Regions from separate parts of the Mus musculus genome. Here all the other regions are linked to region 1. The links are chromatin contacts, called in public promoter capture Hi-C maps. All regions are on one chromosome and are shown on one strand. The core of a region is the stretch at or near the end of the contact, and the rest is flanking DNA. Distances in the headings are between cores, read along the strand shown.

Region 1 (3,023 bases), core at 189-2,688:
AAATTTAGGGCTGGAGAGATGTCTCAGTGGTTAAGAGCACTGACTGCTCTTCTGAAGGTCCTGAGTTCAAATCCCAGCAACCACATGGTGGCTCACAACCATCTGTAATGGAATCGATGTCCTCTTCTGGTGTGTCTGAAGACAGCGACAGTGTACTTACACATAATAATAAATAAATCTTTGGGCCGGAGTGAGCAGGGCCTGGGTGAGCAGAGGTTTGAGTTCAATTCTCAGCAACCACATGATGGCTCACAACCATCTGTACAGCTAGAGTGAACTCATATACATAAAATACATAAATAAATCTTTAAGAAAAATGTTTTAGAAAGTATTCAAAGCTTAATGTGGTGGCACATGCTTTTAATCCCAGTACGAGTGAGGCAGAAGCAGGCAGGCGTCTGAATTTGAGGCCAGTCTGATCACCATAAGGAGTTCCAGGTCAGCTAGCATATATAGTGAAACTCTGTCTCAGAGAAAAACAAACAAAACAAAACAAACAACAACCCCCTACCATACAACCAAAATGTATTTCTTTATCTTTTCATTTCACTTGTGACTACTATTACTGGAGCAGCAGTCTTTTTATTCTTTAAGGGAATTACCTTATTTTCCTTTTTTCATTTGTTTTCTTTTAGAGATAGGGTCTCAAGTCTTCTCCAACCCTTCAAGGTTTGTGATTAGGGCATGAGTTATCATGCCTGGGAGGAAATTACATTTTTGTTTGTGTTCAAGAAATCAATTTTATTTGTTTTGCTTCTTTTTCAAGACAGGCTCTCTGTGTAGTTCTAGTTGTTCCGGAACTAGTTCTGTAGACCAGGCTGGCTTTGAACTCAGAGATCATCAGCCTGTCCTGCCCCCACCCCCACCCCAACTCCCATCCCTGTACTGGTTGGTATTAAAAGCTTGTGCCAAGATGTCCTGTTACATTCCTGATTTATAGTTCAGTTTTTAACTATCAGAGTGAAGCAGGGGACAGCAACCTGATGACTTATTTGATAATTCTATGACAGCACTTCACTGTCCAATGATTATAGCTACCAGATTAAAAAAAAGGTTGTTCAATTAAATTCAGAAAAACAAGTAGTTCTTAGCATAAGCAAGGTCAAAACGTAGATGAAGTATACTTGCACCAAAAGGTGTTCACCTTATTTGAAATTCAAATTTGACTAGGTATCTTGTAATTTTATTTGCTGAACCTGACAACTTTGACATTAATTTAACATGAAGCTATGAGGCTCGCCTAGGCTCAAGCAGCTTGATAGGCATCAATTCACTCTGTTGCTTCAGATAGGAAGCAAAACCTATTATCCTTACAAACTATTTAGCATAGTGGTAGGTGGCAACAAAGACCTAAGAATCTTGACCCTTTGAGGAACCCGTAACTGACTGCCACAATTTCTGCTTTGATTGATTCCCTCCCCCACTCTATTCTTCCAGCAACCAGAAAGAATTGCTTGATCACTTCTTCCTTCTGAAGTCCCGCCCTTTCGGCTACCCCCAATGGAGACTAAGCTGTTACTGAAAAGGAGCCGACAAAAGCGTCAACGTGGAGTCGAGAGGAGCGGAAGTAGTCAGATTTCGCTAAGGGCCGTAAAGCGGATAGTGTTTTCGCCTTCCGGATTAACGACAGCAGCTCCGACTGTCAGTGCAGGCCTTCCTCGTGCTGGACCCTTCCTAATTCAATTTCCTTCCCATTCCGGGCCCTTCCCTATCGTCGCCCCTTTCACCTTGGATCATGTTCAAGAAGTAAGGACACGCTGTGGCCTCCATTGGCTGCTTAGAAAGGCGGTGGGGGTGGGGGTGGGGAAGAGGGAGAGAGCAAAGGTCCTCTTTCTCTCTCCCCCGCCCCTGCCATCCTGACTTCCTAAGGTTTTGTAAAGTATAGTACTATGCTCACTTCGGACTTGGACCACTTCTTTAAGCTTTCCATCCTTAATCTTCAGTCGGGGCTTGGCTCTCCCGCTCCCATTTCCTTTTTCCTTAGCCCTGTTCTGCCTTTCCAGCAGTGCTATCTCCATTCCTAGTATTCTACCAATCACATCCTTGCACTGTGATTTAGGGGCACATCCTCAGCTGAGAGGAGAGCCCTGCACTCTGCTATATGTTTATTAGTTATGAACTGAAAAAAGGAAGGCTTGACTTCCTGGGTCATGGCAGTGAGGGAGTCTGGGTGACAGGAAGCAAGCGGCTGGCCTGTCAAGCCTATTGCTAAGCTGCTAGATTAACCTTGTCTTGAGAACAACGTGGTAGCCCTATGTGCTAGTCTGTGTAAGGAAGACCAATTTCCTTGGAAACCTATCCAGTGGGTTTATCTTCCAGATCTGATAGACGCAAAAGGAAAAAAGGGGAACATGGGCAAAGGAAGGTGGGTTTTGTGCATGAAAATTTGAGCAAATCTGGACAGGGATTTTAAAATTATCTCACTATTTCTTTAAAAAAAAAAAAAACAAAAAACAACAGACTACATAGCCTGCTGGGGCTCTCATTCTTTTGTTATGCTTCGGTTAGTCTTTTGTATTTTAATGTGTGAGGTTTCTTTTAGATTAAAAAATAGATTTTTATTAAATAGATGGGAGTCTTTTTTTCCTTTGAGCAGAAATTTTCAGTAAAAGGCATTTTTGTTAGCTGACAACAGATTCTAGCATAACAATTTCTTTGCCCCCAATAATTGCAGTATGTATGAGAGTTTATTCTAATACTGTCTTTAACACGTTGGTTTTGTATTGTATAAGACAAATGGAAATTTGTATTTTAAAAACAATTTATTTCATAATTATTTTAAGCATGAGTACTTGCTTGGGAATAGATGATTAATTAGAACCTTACTTTTAGATTTCTGATTCTTCTGCTTAGCAATGCCCTTTTTTTTTCTCTTCAAAAAAAAATCATTTGCCAGATTTGATGAAAAAGAAAATGTGTCCAACTGCATCCAGTTGAAAACCTCGGTTATTAAGGGTATTAAAAATCAATTGCTAGAGCAATTTCCAGGTATTGAACCATGGCTTAATCAAATCATGCCTAAG
Region 2 (3,023 bases), core at 170-2,669, 1.8 Mb before region 1:
GTGTGTTGAAGACAGCTACAGTATATTTACATATCACAAGTAAACCTTAAAAAAAGAGATGAAATAAGCCCTCTCTCCTGAAGTTGTTTTGGGTCACGGTGTTTTATCACAGAAATCAAAGAAGCCCTAACTAAAACATCTACTATGTCTTAAGCATGGACAGGTACACTGGCATTTCACCTTTGGGAATTTTGAAGGTTGGACACCTATGGGTCAGATGCAGCTAAGTTTTCAACTGACGCCTTTATTTCTATAAAATAAACACTGGTTGTTTAGAAAGCAGTTTGGTGATCACATTATCTGCTTCTGTCCTGAACATGAGGGAGGATTCCTGATCTTCAGGTCGTTTGTAGCAAATATTTACTCGGCTCAGCATTAAGGGGCTCAGGGAACACAGGTCCATTGCCACTACCGTGGGAGTTCAGCAATCTAACAATCGAAGAGCACTTTACTTGGTGTCTGGAGTCAACTGCCAACTGCAATGTTAACCTTTTCAGCCTCTTATCCTTCTGGGTGTGCTCTGTATTTGGCTTCCAATTAAAATGATTTCCTCACCTTGAGTCTGTCCTTTGGACTTTCCAAGGCCAATTCCCTGAAAGATCTTTGTTAAGCTATTTGCAAACCAGTCTGGGGTATGCTGCCAGGATCGCACCCTGCTGGTAGGTACCTCAGTCTGGGGTATGCTGCCGGGATCGCATCCTGCTGGTAGGTACCTCAGTTTTCTCTGGCTCTGAAGACATTGTTCAAAGCAGTGTCAGGTCTAGGTAGTGAAGTTCACAGAACTTGACACAGAACCCCTCAGCCACCAAGATAAATGAATTTCATGTATAATGTGATGTTTTAAAAACTCAAAACCAATGCAAAAATCCTTGGATTGTTAATGTTAAGAACTTGACAGACAGGGATCCCATCCTGTACTAGTATGACCTTGGTTCATGTACCTCACTGTAATTCCAGTCCTGGTTCTACAATTAATTTTCGTTACAAAAATGGGTGAGTGAACTGCAGACCTTAAGTGTGTTTGAATGAAATCGATTAACATACCATTAGATATTTATCTCGATTCCTTAAGTTTGGGGAGGTTTTGTCTGTCTGAATCGTCTTCACCCTAGGCCTGGGTTGGTTTTTCTTGTTTTTTGTTTGTTTGTTTGTTTGTTTGTTTGTTTGTTTTGCTTGTCTTGTCGTTTGGGCACTTATCTTCACCCTTCCTCGCTATTCCCTGACACTTCTTAGGGTCCAGGTCCCCCAGTTGTAGGTACTCCTTGCAGCCTTTTCTTACTCTGGCCTGATCAGGTGCCAAGGGCAAGCGAGGCTGACAGGGCGACCTCCCAGGCTCCTCCCGCGTGTCCCGAGCCACTCAGCAGCTCTGCCATTCCGCGCGCCAGTACTGGGCGCCCGCCTTGGCCCGCCCCTTACGCCGGCAGCTCACCGCCTGGCTGCCGCTATATAAGTCGGCCATTTGCTTTGCTCCGCCCCAGAGCCCGGGAGTCAAAGCCGGTTGTCAACCCAGCCCTGTCCCGCACTCGCCTGCCTCTTCTTTTTTTGCTTTCAACATGACAGATGCCGCTGTGTCCTTCGCCAAGGACTTCTTGGCCGGTGGAGTGGCCGCAGCCATCTCCAAGACAGCGGTAGCACCCATCGAGAGGGTCAAGCTGCTGCTGCAGGTACGTTCTGAGATCGAGGGGCCCAGGCAGGAAGTAAAGGATCTGCACAGAAAGGGGGTACCCTAGCGGAAAAGTGGGGCTCAGTCTTTAGATTTGGGGGCAAGGTGAAGGCCGGGCCTAGCCAGTGTCAGATCGAAAGGCAACCGGGAGGAAGGCGCCTTTAAGGACCTGGAGTTTGAGTGTCGCAAGTGGTCGGGACCAGAGGGACCAGAGGCGCTCAGGGCCATCCCCGGCACAGAGAACTAGGATGGGGTTGCCCGAGAGGCTCTGTCTAGCCCGGATTTAGAGGCAAGGGCAATAGGCCTGAAAGCAGGCGCTGGAAAACAGAGTACCTGGCCTGACCGAAAACCTCAAGGTCACGGCAAGGAGATTACAGCTTTGGGCAGGCCACGCGGACCGGTTCTGCGGCCACGCAGCCGGCGAACAACGCGGTGTGGGCTCGCCGGCCGGCAGGCCGGAAGTGGACGCCGGGAAGAGCATGTGCCGGCTACGTCCGCCCCCGCGCAGCCCCTCGCCAGCCTTCCTGCCGCGCGCTCGCCGCGCACTGCCTCTAGGGGGCGCTCGCGGGCGAGCGTTTAGTCGTCGTCACCGCCACCCCTCCCGACAGGAGTGGGGGTGGGGCGGAAAGGGAGCAGCTCCGGAGACTAGAGAAGTTGACTGGTCACCAAGGTGACCGTGTCCTATGCAGGTCCCACCCTAATGCTTCTGAACCTGATCTGGAAGGAATGACCTTTCTTCCTGGTCTAAAGGTCATAGGTACGCTTGAGGGTGCCTCACTCACAGAAGTCGAGACTTACTACTTCTGATGGTGCTGCTCAATTCTTAAACACTTCCCCTACGCCCCCCAGTAGTGTCAGCAGTTAGAATTGTCCAGCTCATGTGATTCTGAAAGCTAGATTTGGAGAAAGGGGAACGAACCTTAACGATTTTATGTGTGTGTTCTTCCCTTTCCCCTTCTCTGTGATTATAACTGTCCCTATTGCCTTCTTCCTATCCATCAGGTGCAGCATGCCAGCAAGCAAATCACGGCAGATAAGCAATACAAGGGCATCATAGACTGCGTGGTTCGTATCCCCAAGGAACAGGGAGTCCTGTCCTTCTGGCGTGGGAACCTGGCCAATGTCATCAGATACTTCCCCACCCAGGCTCTCAACTTTGCCTTCAAAGATAAATACAAGCAGATCTTTCTGGGTGGTGTGGACAAGAGGACCCAGTTCTGGCGCTACTTTGCAGGGAACCTGGCATCAGGTGGTGCCGCTGGGGCTACATCCTTGTGCTTTGTGTACCCTCTTGATTTTGCCCGTACCCGTCTAGCAGCTGATGTGGGCAAAGCTGGAGCTGAAAGGGAATTCAAAGGCC
Region 3 (3,023 bases), core at 177-2,676, 1.7 Mb before region 1:
AAACACACACACACAAGGAAATAGCTTTTCATTGCCTTCAGATAAAGCATTTCACTCTCCTCACCACAGTACTTATGAAGCCTTTTCTATAAAACAGTAAGCCATGCTCTGGCCACAGAAGACTACTGAAATGTCCCATAGACATATTTGATGCTCATAATGCTTCCAGATTCCCTCTACCTGGACTGTTTCCGCATCGTCTTCCAAGAACTAGTGAAGTCTTCGTTCAAGCCAAGCACAAACACCACTATCGTTCAGATCTTTTCCTGACCACAACACATGTAAAATAAATAACCTTCTCCCACCTGTTTTCCCATAGCCTTTGTTCACAGCACCAGCATTTCTTTCTATCATAAGAAGAAGCCTGTTTCCAAACTGATTTCTTTTAAAAGGACTGTGCCTTATTCACAGATTTGGTACCTAGCTCAGTACCTGACACATGACAGTCATAAGGCTGCAGATGTAACTGTAGGAGAGTGCCCACTAAACAAGAGTAAGGCCCTTGTTCCATCCCCAGCCCTGGAAATAATATTGATAACAACAGCAGAAGTTACAGGTTGTACTAACTCATTCAAGCCTGTAACTGGAACATCATAGCCATCAAATGCCAAGAGAGGCACATTTCAGTACCATTTCAACAAAGTACAATAAAGAATTTGTTGAATTAAAATAAGTTAGGAGATTAGCACAAACGTCAAAGTATCAGGCCTAACTGTATGAGCTGCTTAACACTAGCATAGGGTAATTTACATTCCTCGTAAAGAGACCGCAACCCAACAGTGAACTAGAGCATTAAGCCCTTACCTCCGAAGATAAGTAGTCTCCTCATCTTCTGTGTTACAAAACTTGTGAGCATGTTTGGCAGCATCGATCACGCGAGACCGGTCCCGGGGCCTCATGGGCAATTTCTCTAACTGGCAATCTGAAGGAATGGAGAAAAATTTCCTCGCTTAGTCACTAAAAAAAAAATACCCTGAACTTAAGAGTGGTAATGCACTCCTGGAAGGAGAATTACCAACAAGTTCGGGGACAATCTAGGCTACATAATGAGTTCAAGATCGAGCTACTTTGTGAGATCTTGTCTCAAAGGAGAAAAGGAAAAGGGGGGGGGGGGGCGGGGAGAAAGATTGAAAAAGAAAGAAAAAAGAAGCCCGATGTTTCCTTGCAGCCGCCACTTCCCGCCACTCACCCAGCACCAGGACCATCTGGCCACATAAACAGTAGTAGACATGGAGGGGCTTCTCGCCATCATCATATTCCTCGCGGTCCCGGGTGTCTGAGCAGACCACCGACCGCGACACGACTTTCGGCATAGCTCCGGCAGAGCAGCCAGAAAACTCCCAGAAAATGAAGAGTCGCGCCGAGATGGCGTCACAGACACTCGCGCCAGACCGTTTCTCCACTTGATCACGTGTTGACACCGGATTGATTAACTTCCGGAACGTCCCATCCCGCTAAATTGCAGGGAGAGGCGGGGGAGGGTGCTGAGTTGACAGAAGCTCAGTCAGCTGAGACAGCTTTAGATATCGACACCTTCCGTGTTATTTGAAATACTTTTATTTCTATACAGTCGTCAATATTGTTTTGATTTATTGGCGCCTCCGGAGCGCGCGCCCCCCTCCGCGTCCCCTCCCCTTCCCACGCTTGTATGTGACTTTCAGGATTCTGTTGCTTCCACTTAGTGGACCTCAAAACAAGCAACTCAGGTCTTCAGGCTTAGCGGCAAACTTTTACATACTGAGAGCCGGCTCTCTTGTTCATGAATATTTATGAGTATATGTAAAACTCGACATAATAAAGGACTGACTATACATTATAATATAACCTAGATCTTAGATATACTGGTAAATATTTTGGTTTTACGGGCTGTATTCAGAACCTAATGAAGTAGAAGCTTTTTTTTTTTTTTTTTTTTTTTCTGATGTAGTGGGGATTAAATATAGGGTGTTGTAAATACTTGACAGGCCTTCTATCACTGAGCTATATCCTCCAGTCCCGTTGCTTCTTTGTTTCTTAAATTGTGTTTTTTAAGCTTTTTTTATGCACATTGGTGTTTTGCCCGCATATACGTCTGTATGAGGGTGCCAAATCCCTTGGAACTGAAGTCACTGCCAGCTGCCATATGTGTGCTGGGAATTGAACCAGGGTCCTCTGGAAAAGCAACCAGTGCTCTTAACCACTGAGCCACCGCTCCCGCCCCTAGTTTAGCACCTCTAGTTTATTTATTTTAAGGTTTATATATCTTTACTTTATGTGTACTAGTGCTTTGCCCGAATATATGTCTGTGCACCTCATTTGTGCCTTGTTTCTGCAGAGGCCAGAAGGCGGCTTTGGATCTGGCATTACAGATGGTTGTAAGCTGCCATGACTCCAATGAGTACAATAGAACCCAAGTACTCTGGAACAGCAGCCAGCACTCTTTTTTTTTAAACTTTGTTTTCTGTTTATTATTTTACATACCCATCTTAACAAATCAAGTGTGACTTCTATAATGCTAAAATATTAATATCACAATATCAGAAAATAAAAAATGAAATATTAACTTTAAATGCTCTAGGAATGCAAGAGATTATGACTAAGGAGCAGACAATATATCTAGGTGTCAGAGCTCAATAGCTGAAGGAATAAACAATAAACACTAAGTGCTATCCAAGCAGAAATGAATCCCAGTGTTCAGGGGACAAAGGCACATCAGGTTTTCATAAAGCATATGATGGGACTGGTCTAGTTTCAAATGATTACAATATAGCAGCCAGCACTCTTAACTGCTTTATCTCTCCACCTGTTTTGTTGGGGGTGTTGTTGTTGTTGTTGTAGATTTTATTTATTTATTATAGATAAGTACCCTGTAGCTATCTTCAGACACACCAGAAAAGGGCATCAGATCTCATTACAGATGGTTGTGAGCCACCATTTGAACTCATGATCTCTGGAAGAGTAGTCAGTGCTCTTAACCACTGAGCTATCACTCTGTAGACCAGGCTAGCCTCAAACTCAGAAATCTGCCTGCCTCTGCCTCCCAA
Region 4 (3,023 bases), core at 166-2,665, 1.5 Mb before region 1:
ATACTCACCCTTATTGTCAAGGAATACATAGCCATCAAATCGGTCCCTGAATAAAAGAATGTCTTCTTGGTTTTTAAAGTTGATATATGCTCTGGCATACATATGAGGATAAAGGCTGTAGAGACGGAAAGCAATTACGTGACTATGGTTTCAGGTGTCTGACTGAATTGCAAACACATACACATTAAAGACACTAGCCCAAAAAGCGAAAAGGAGGGTAAAATATTAATTTTTTTTTTACCTAGTATCATTAGAAAAAAACTCAAAATAATCGTGCTCAGGCATAGGTTGAAGATGTTCCTGAAGCTGTTCCTTGGTCAAAGTGGGAGGTAATCTTCGAATTACCACCTTAGGAAACAAACGAGGAAAGGAAAATCAGTACATAGCAGCCAACTTTCTGGCATACCAGAATCATGGCTTCTGATAATCGGCTCTAAAATACAGACACTTACAAAAACACCGAACATATTCTCCTGCAATCCAATGCTATGAATTACTCAAAGGTATGGATAACGCGGGTTTATACAAACTCCTGGAAGTGACAACTGTCTGGGGCAAGGAAAATCCCAGGTTCTGTTCTTAAATGGAGTTTAAAACCCATTTTGAACGAATTCTGGTCTTTTGTCGGTGTCGCGACATTGTCTCTCTCACCGGTCTAAAATGCGCTAAATGAACTCCCTTCCCCATTCTGTGTACCACGGAAATCCTTTACCCATCGCCCTCCATCTGTCTGCTCCTCCAGGTTGGTCATCAATCCTCTTAATGTGCTCCCCCAACTCGCTTGCATTAACACGTACTTCACAATTACTCCCACCCCTAACCCCTGGTGTGGCAAGGTCTATTTAGCAATTCAAGCCAATTAAAGTTCCCCTATCTTTCCTGCTGCTCCCCTCTCTCATAACTACCCCACCGTCGCAGCTCTGAACTAACCTTTTCTCATCTGGGAACCCTCCTTTTCCCTCACCCCCACCCTCCATCCCCCCATTTCGGGGGCTTTATCAGAACCTGCTAATCCCATTTCCACCAGTGCGTGAGACAGTGCGAAGCAATTTCCATTCAGTTAGAAACAGAAGAGTTACCCGGGAGAGGAAGAGAGCAGCCCCATTCCCAGCCATGCTCCCCAGTCCGTGGACATGTCCCGCCCTCTTGTGCCACCACCCGATAGGCACCTTGCTCAAAGCTTCTTTCTTGTCCCTGTTGCGATCCTGCCTATCGTCCCCTTTGGCGCCTTCGGCAGTAGCGCCAATACAGCCGCCTGTGGCGCCCTGCGGCGTAAACAGGGTCACTCGTTTCTCCTTAGGCCTATGATCTTTTTCTTCCTTCATGGCCACGGTTACGCTCTTTAGAGCGGTGGCACAGCTGCTAAGCCGTTACGCCGGGCACCTACGACTCTCCGGGAGAGACCTCAGGAGCTCCGCCCCTAACAAATAGCCCTAGTGATAAGCAGAGCCCTGCGTTCCATTGGGCTCCCGGAGATCTCGCGAGAGTTTAAGGCCCTCGGTTTCACTCGGGGTTAGGGTTTTAATACCTGACCTTTACTTCCCGCCTGCCGAAGTCCCCATGCTGCCCAATCCCCTAGCGGCCCAGATTCCCTCGGGGCCCGCCCCTTAGCGCGTCATTAGCAACTCCGCCATCTTGTCTAGAAACGACTCGTTTCTGGACTACAACTCCCAGCATGCAAAGCAGCTGCCCGTTTAGGATTAGAAATGTGGGAATCATCCAGATTTTTAGTATATGTGATCATTTGATCTTAAAAATTTAGTGATTCTTTTTCAGATAAAAATACCATAAACATCTTAAGTATATATGATCCCTTAATCTTTTTGTTTGTTTGTTTTGTTTTTTTGAGACAGGGTTTCTCTGTGTAGCCCTGGCTGTCCTGGAACCCACTCTGTAGACTAGGCTGGTCTAGACCTCAGAAATCCACCTGCCTCTGCCTCCCGGAGTGCTGGGATTAAAGACGTGCGCCACCACTGCCCCGCTATGATCCCTTAATCTTAAAAGTTTAGTGCTTTTCTTTTTCAGATAAAAAATACCCACAAGGTTTTATGCCACGTGAGCCTATAATTGCAGCACTGGGGAATCTGAAAGAGAAGGATCAAGACAAATTCAAAGTGTGGTCTAAATAGCAACTTTCAGGCAAATTAGTGCTAGATAGTGGAACCGTACGTATATCAACCAAACAACCATCAGGTAAATAAACAGATAAGGAAAAGCTATTTAAAACTGAAGTATACTTTCAGAGGCATTAGGATTTACACATGCTCAAGAAACACACAAGATACTAATTTCAATGAATTATAACCAAAATGTATTACATTTGTTTTCACCACCTTTCTTTCTTTTCCAAATTAAAGAATTCTCTCCCAACACTGTTATCCAACAAGATGGGGAAAGGAAAATATCCAACTTGATTCTGTTCACTTTCTTCACTTTGAAAAAGGTCAAATACCCATTAACAGTTGAATGGACAAGCAAGATGTGATACATTCACAGAATGAAGTACAATGCCTTAGTAGTTGGTACATGCCATAAATTTGAGCAATAAAACGGACTCTTTAACCAGGTGTGGTAGCGTGTTCTGTAGTCCCTGCTTTGGGGAAGCTGAGTCAGGAGGGTCATGAAATACCCAACAAGATGTTTTCTGTAGAAGGAAAGAGGGAGGAAATGAAGAAAGGAAGAGAAGAATAAAGCATTTTGCTGGTGTGTCTGTCTGAAGGGGAGGGGAGTCTCCAGTACAGTTTGCTGGTGGCCAAAGAAACAAGGCACTGACCCACCTCAGTGTGGCAGGTTCCTGATCTGGGCAGGTGGTTCTCAGCACCATGATTAAAAATAACCATGGTGTGTTGCAATTAAGAAATGGGGTCTGGAGAGCAAGCTTCCCTCATTTATATTCTGCACTAACCTGAGAACTAAAATTTTGCTGCTACAAAGGATGACCTTCATCTAAGTTGGCCAGATGCTGAAACTTTGGTCTTTCTTGTAGTCCTGTATTGTGTGTGTGTGTGGGGGGGGGGGGTCTG
Region 5 (3,023 bases), core at 382-2,881, 1.4 Mb before region 1:
TATTAAGACCCTGTCTCAATTACAAATCAACCAACCAAGTAAATAAATGGGTGTGCCCTCCATATGCACATGCATGAACAAGTGCACACACACATGTATGCATGCACACCACATACACTGAGCATCTATCTATATATGTATGTATGTGTATATATATATATATATATATATATATATAAAGTTTGTATACCACACTAGTAAAAACCATGCAAAGTAAATGAGCCCTGTATGACCTTAGGCAAGGCATTACCAGAAGCCACCACAATTCTTTTAGTCATCTTACCTTGGACACATAGTAGCGATTGACTCCAGAGATACGTCTATCGCGTTCCATCAGATACCACTGGTACTGAACACGAGCAACTCGTTTTTCCTTTAAATAAAGGACAAGGCAGTTTATAAATATAAGTGACCCAGTAAAAAGATATACCCCACAATTTTTCTTAAATGACATACTAGAGGCTGAAGAGATAGCTCAGAGGGGAAGGGTACCTGCCTGCTATTCTTGGGTGCTCAACTGGCTTCCCAGCACCAAGTTGGTTGGATTTTATTTGGGGGGGGGAGGGGTCATAACTGCAAGTCCAGGAGAGATTCAATACCCTCTTCTACTCTTCATGGGTGCACACAGACAGCAGCAGACACATACATAGATAGTAAATCTTGACAAAGTTAAAACAAAAGCTAAATGACTAATACAAAGCCAAAATCTCCTAAATGAAACCAGACCATGATGGCAACTGACTTCTCAGCCTTCTCCCTTTTTGAGTTGGGGGAGGGGACCAACACCACTGATTTTTTTCCTTTATCCTCCTCCCCCTCTCAACTACTTCTTTTTTTTTTTTTTTTTTTTTGAGACGGGGCTTCACTGTAGTAGTACCAGCTTTCCTGGACTTGACTGCTCTTTGCTCCTGCAGTGGACTGGATTCGTGGCACCCACTTCTGCTGCCTCCTAGCCTCCTTTAACTACTAGTTCCAAGAGACCCGGGGACCTCTCTTGATCTCCGCGGGCTCCTGCACTCAAAGGCACAAATACATCCACCAAAATCAATTAAACAGTGTCCGCAAGGAGATGAACGATGGGAAGGAGCGGGGACATGACTAACACCTTTCTCCCTCTGCCTAGGAACCAGGGCCCAACTCTTGTCATCTACCTTGCTAACTGCCGAATAGATTTTGCCTTTTGGGCCACTCCTCCTCAGCCCTCAAACTGGCTATGTTTTACTAAAGTTAAAAGGTGGAATCCCAAGTCTCCGCGTTCAGGCAACATTAAGAGGAGGATCCCCCTTAGATGGCTTCTTCTTCACAGAGCGAAGGCGCATCCAAACGGCCACCGTCCCCCACCATAAATGGCCCCCGTCCCCCACCGTCCCCCACCCGCGGCCGAGTCGGCCGCCTTACCTTGCCCCCGTTGGTGAATTTGTGGATGTACGCAGTGGACACCCCGGGGATGACCAAGCACACCCCCATAATGGCGAGGCCAGGGAGAATCTCGAACCACATCTCCGCACCGTTACTCGCACGCCAACCCGTCACCGGCTCCTCAGAGGTGACCCGGCTTTACCTCTCTTCCGGCAGCACGCGGGAGGGGCGGTGCCCCGTACGGCTCCGGAGGAGGAAGCGACGGTGGCTGTGGGGGCCCAAAAGTGACTGGCGTTCGCGGTCCAGCAAGCGTTCCCGGACAGGATTCTTTCTGTCGTCCTACTCCTCCTATCTGATCCGCTGCATCAGAGACCACCACGGAGTGTGACGACGCGAAGCGGTCCCGGACGTCGCGGCAGTTTCAGAACTTGGGGATCTCTAAATGGCGGAGCAACTTTCTCCCGGGAATTCTACCCGTCAGGTGTGCACGTTCCTCTTCAAAAAGCCTGGGCGGAAAGGAGCGGCGGGCCGCCGAAAGCGCCGGCTCTGTGATGCAGGCTCCGGGGACAGCTGCAGCAGCAGTGATGAAGGCAGCTCTGTGGTCCGCCCGGAGAAGAAGCAAGCGACCCACAATCCGATGATCCAGAAGACGCGTGGCAGCGCTAAACAGAAGGCAACCTATGGCGGCTTGAGTAGCGAGGACGAGAATGAACCGGAGGGTCTCGGCGTCGTCTACAAGTCTACCCGTTCGGCAAAACCCGTGGGGCCCGAGGATATGGGGGCGACCGCCGTCTACGAACTGGACACTGAGAAGGATCGAGATGCACAGTCCATCTTTGAGCGGAGCCAGAAGATCCAGGAGGAGCTGAGGGGCAAGGAAGATGACAAGATCTATCGGGGAATCAATAATTATCAGAAGTACGTGAAGCCCAAGGATACATCCATGGGCAATGCTTCCTCCGGGATGGTGAGGAAAGGCCCTATCCGAGCTCCTGAGCATCTACGTGCCACCGTGCGCTGGGATTACCAGCCCGATATCTGTAAGGACTACAAGGAGACTGGTTTCTGCGGCTTCGGGGACAGCTGCAAATTCCTCCATGATCGTTCAGATTACAAGCACGGGTGGCAGATCGAACGTGAGCTTGATGAGGGTCGCTATGGTGTCTATGAGGACGAAAACTACGAAGTGGGAAGCGATGATGAGGAAATACCATTCAAGTGTTTCATCTGTCGCCAGACCTTCCAAAATCCAGTTGTCACCAAGTGTAGGCATTATTTCTGCGAGCGCTGTGCATTGCAGCATTTCCGTACCACCTCACGCTGCTATGTCTGTGACCAGCAGACCAATGGCGTCTTTAATCCAGCCAAAGAACTGATTGCTAAACTGGGAAAGCATCGAGCTGAAGCAGAGGGTGGTGTTTCTGATTCTCTAGAAGACATAGAGGAGAGTCCAGTTTCCATTATTTAGACTTTCCATAATTCTCAGTCTCAAAATAAATGTTTTGTTGTTTCTTAAAATCTTTTCTTTCTTTCTTTCTAAAGGGAAGTGGCAGAGAAGGTAGGCGATGGAGTAGGGCTCCAGAGGAAAAGCTTCAAGATAGGTATTATCTGGAATTCTAGACCTGAAATAACTTCCATGACTATAGCATAGGTCATGTGGATGG

What was found. Promoter capture Hi-C pulls out the DNA fragments that hold promoters and counts their contacts.
Region 2: a contact with region 1 is called in a promoter capture Hi-C map of erythroid cells, with 8 times the contacts expected there. The contact joins the promoter of Slc25a5 here to the promoter of Mcts1 in region 1. A contact is called at or near these places in 2 of 39 promoter capture datasets (erythroid cells and liver).
Region 3: a promoter capture Hi-C map of pre-B cells shows a contact between it and region 1. The contact joins the promoter of C330007P06Rik here to the promoter of Mcts1 in region 1. A contact is called at or near these places in 4 of 39 promoter capture datasets (the C10 cell line, erythroid cells, liver and 1 more).
Region 4: a contact with region 1 is called in a promoter capture Hi-C map of liver, with 4 times the contacts expected there. The contact joins the promoter of Upf3b here to the promoter of Mcts1 in region 1. A contact is called at or near these places in 3 of 39 promoter capture datasets (liver and pre-B cells) and 1 of 115 datasets of contacts at active chromatin or transcription factors (large pre-B cells).
Region 5: a promoter capture Hi-C map of hippocampal neurons shows a contact between it and region 1, with 4 times the contacts expected there. The contact joins the promoter of Rnf113a1 here to the promoter of Mcts1 in region 1. A contact is called at or near these places in 4 of 39 promoter capture datasets (hippocampal neurons, liver and pre-B cells).

What each region holds. Positions count from the first base shown.
Region 1 is chrX:38,599,033-38,602,055 of GRCm38.p6, forward strand. Mcts1 (malignant T cell amplified sequence 1) reads left to right here and starts at 1,439. Exons shown (of 6, transcript NM_026902.4): 1 at 1,439-1,746; 2 at 2,897-3,023. The coding sequence starts at 1,736.
Region 2 is chrX:36,794,178-36,797,200 of GRCm38.p6, forward strand. It overlaps Slc25a5 (solute carrier family 25 (mitochondrial carrier, adenine nucleotide translocator), member 5), which reads left to right and starts at 1,420. Exons shown (of 4, transcript NM_007451.4): 1 at 1,420-1,664; 2 at 2,666-3,023. The coding sequence starts at 1,554.
Region 3 is chrX:36,862,820-36,865,842 of GRCm38.p6, forward strand. C330007P06Rik (RIKEN cDNA C330007P06 gene) reads right to left here and starts at 1,427. Exons shown (of 7, transcript NM_029951.1): 1 at 1,190-1,427; 2 at 805-922. The coding sequence starts at 1,313.
Region 4 is chrX:37,108,907-37,111,929 of GRCm38.p6, forward strand. It overlaps Upf3b (UPF3 regulator of nonsense transcripts homolog B (yeast)), which reads right to left and starts at 1,416. Exons shown (of 10, transcript NM_026573.3): 1 at 1,170-1,416; 2 at 242-348; 3 at 9-115. The coding sequence starts at 1,325.
Region 5 is chrX:37,189,591-37,192,613 of GRCm38.p6, forward strand. Rnf113a1 (ring finger protein 113A1) reads left to right here and starts at 1,632. Exons shown (of 1, transcript NM_153503.2): 1 at 1,632-2,877. The coding sequence starts at 1,802. The coding sequence ends at 2,827. Ndufa1 (NADH:ubiquinone oxidoreductase subunit A1) reads right to left here and starts at 1,648. Exons shown (of 3, transcript NM_019443.2): 1 at 1,399-1,648; 2 at 284-373. The coding sequence starts at 1,500.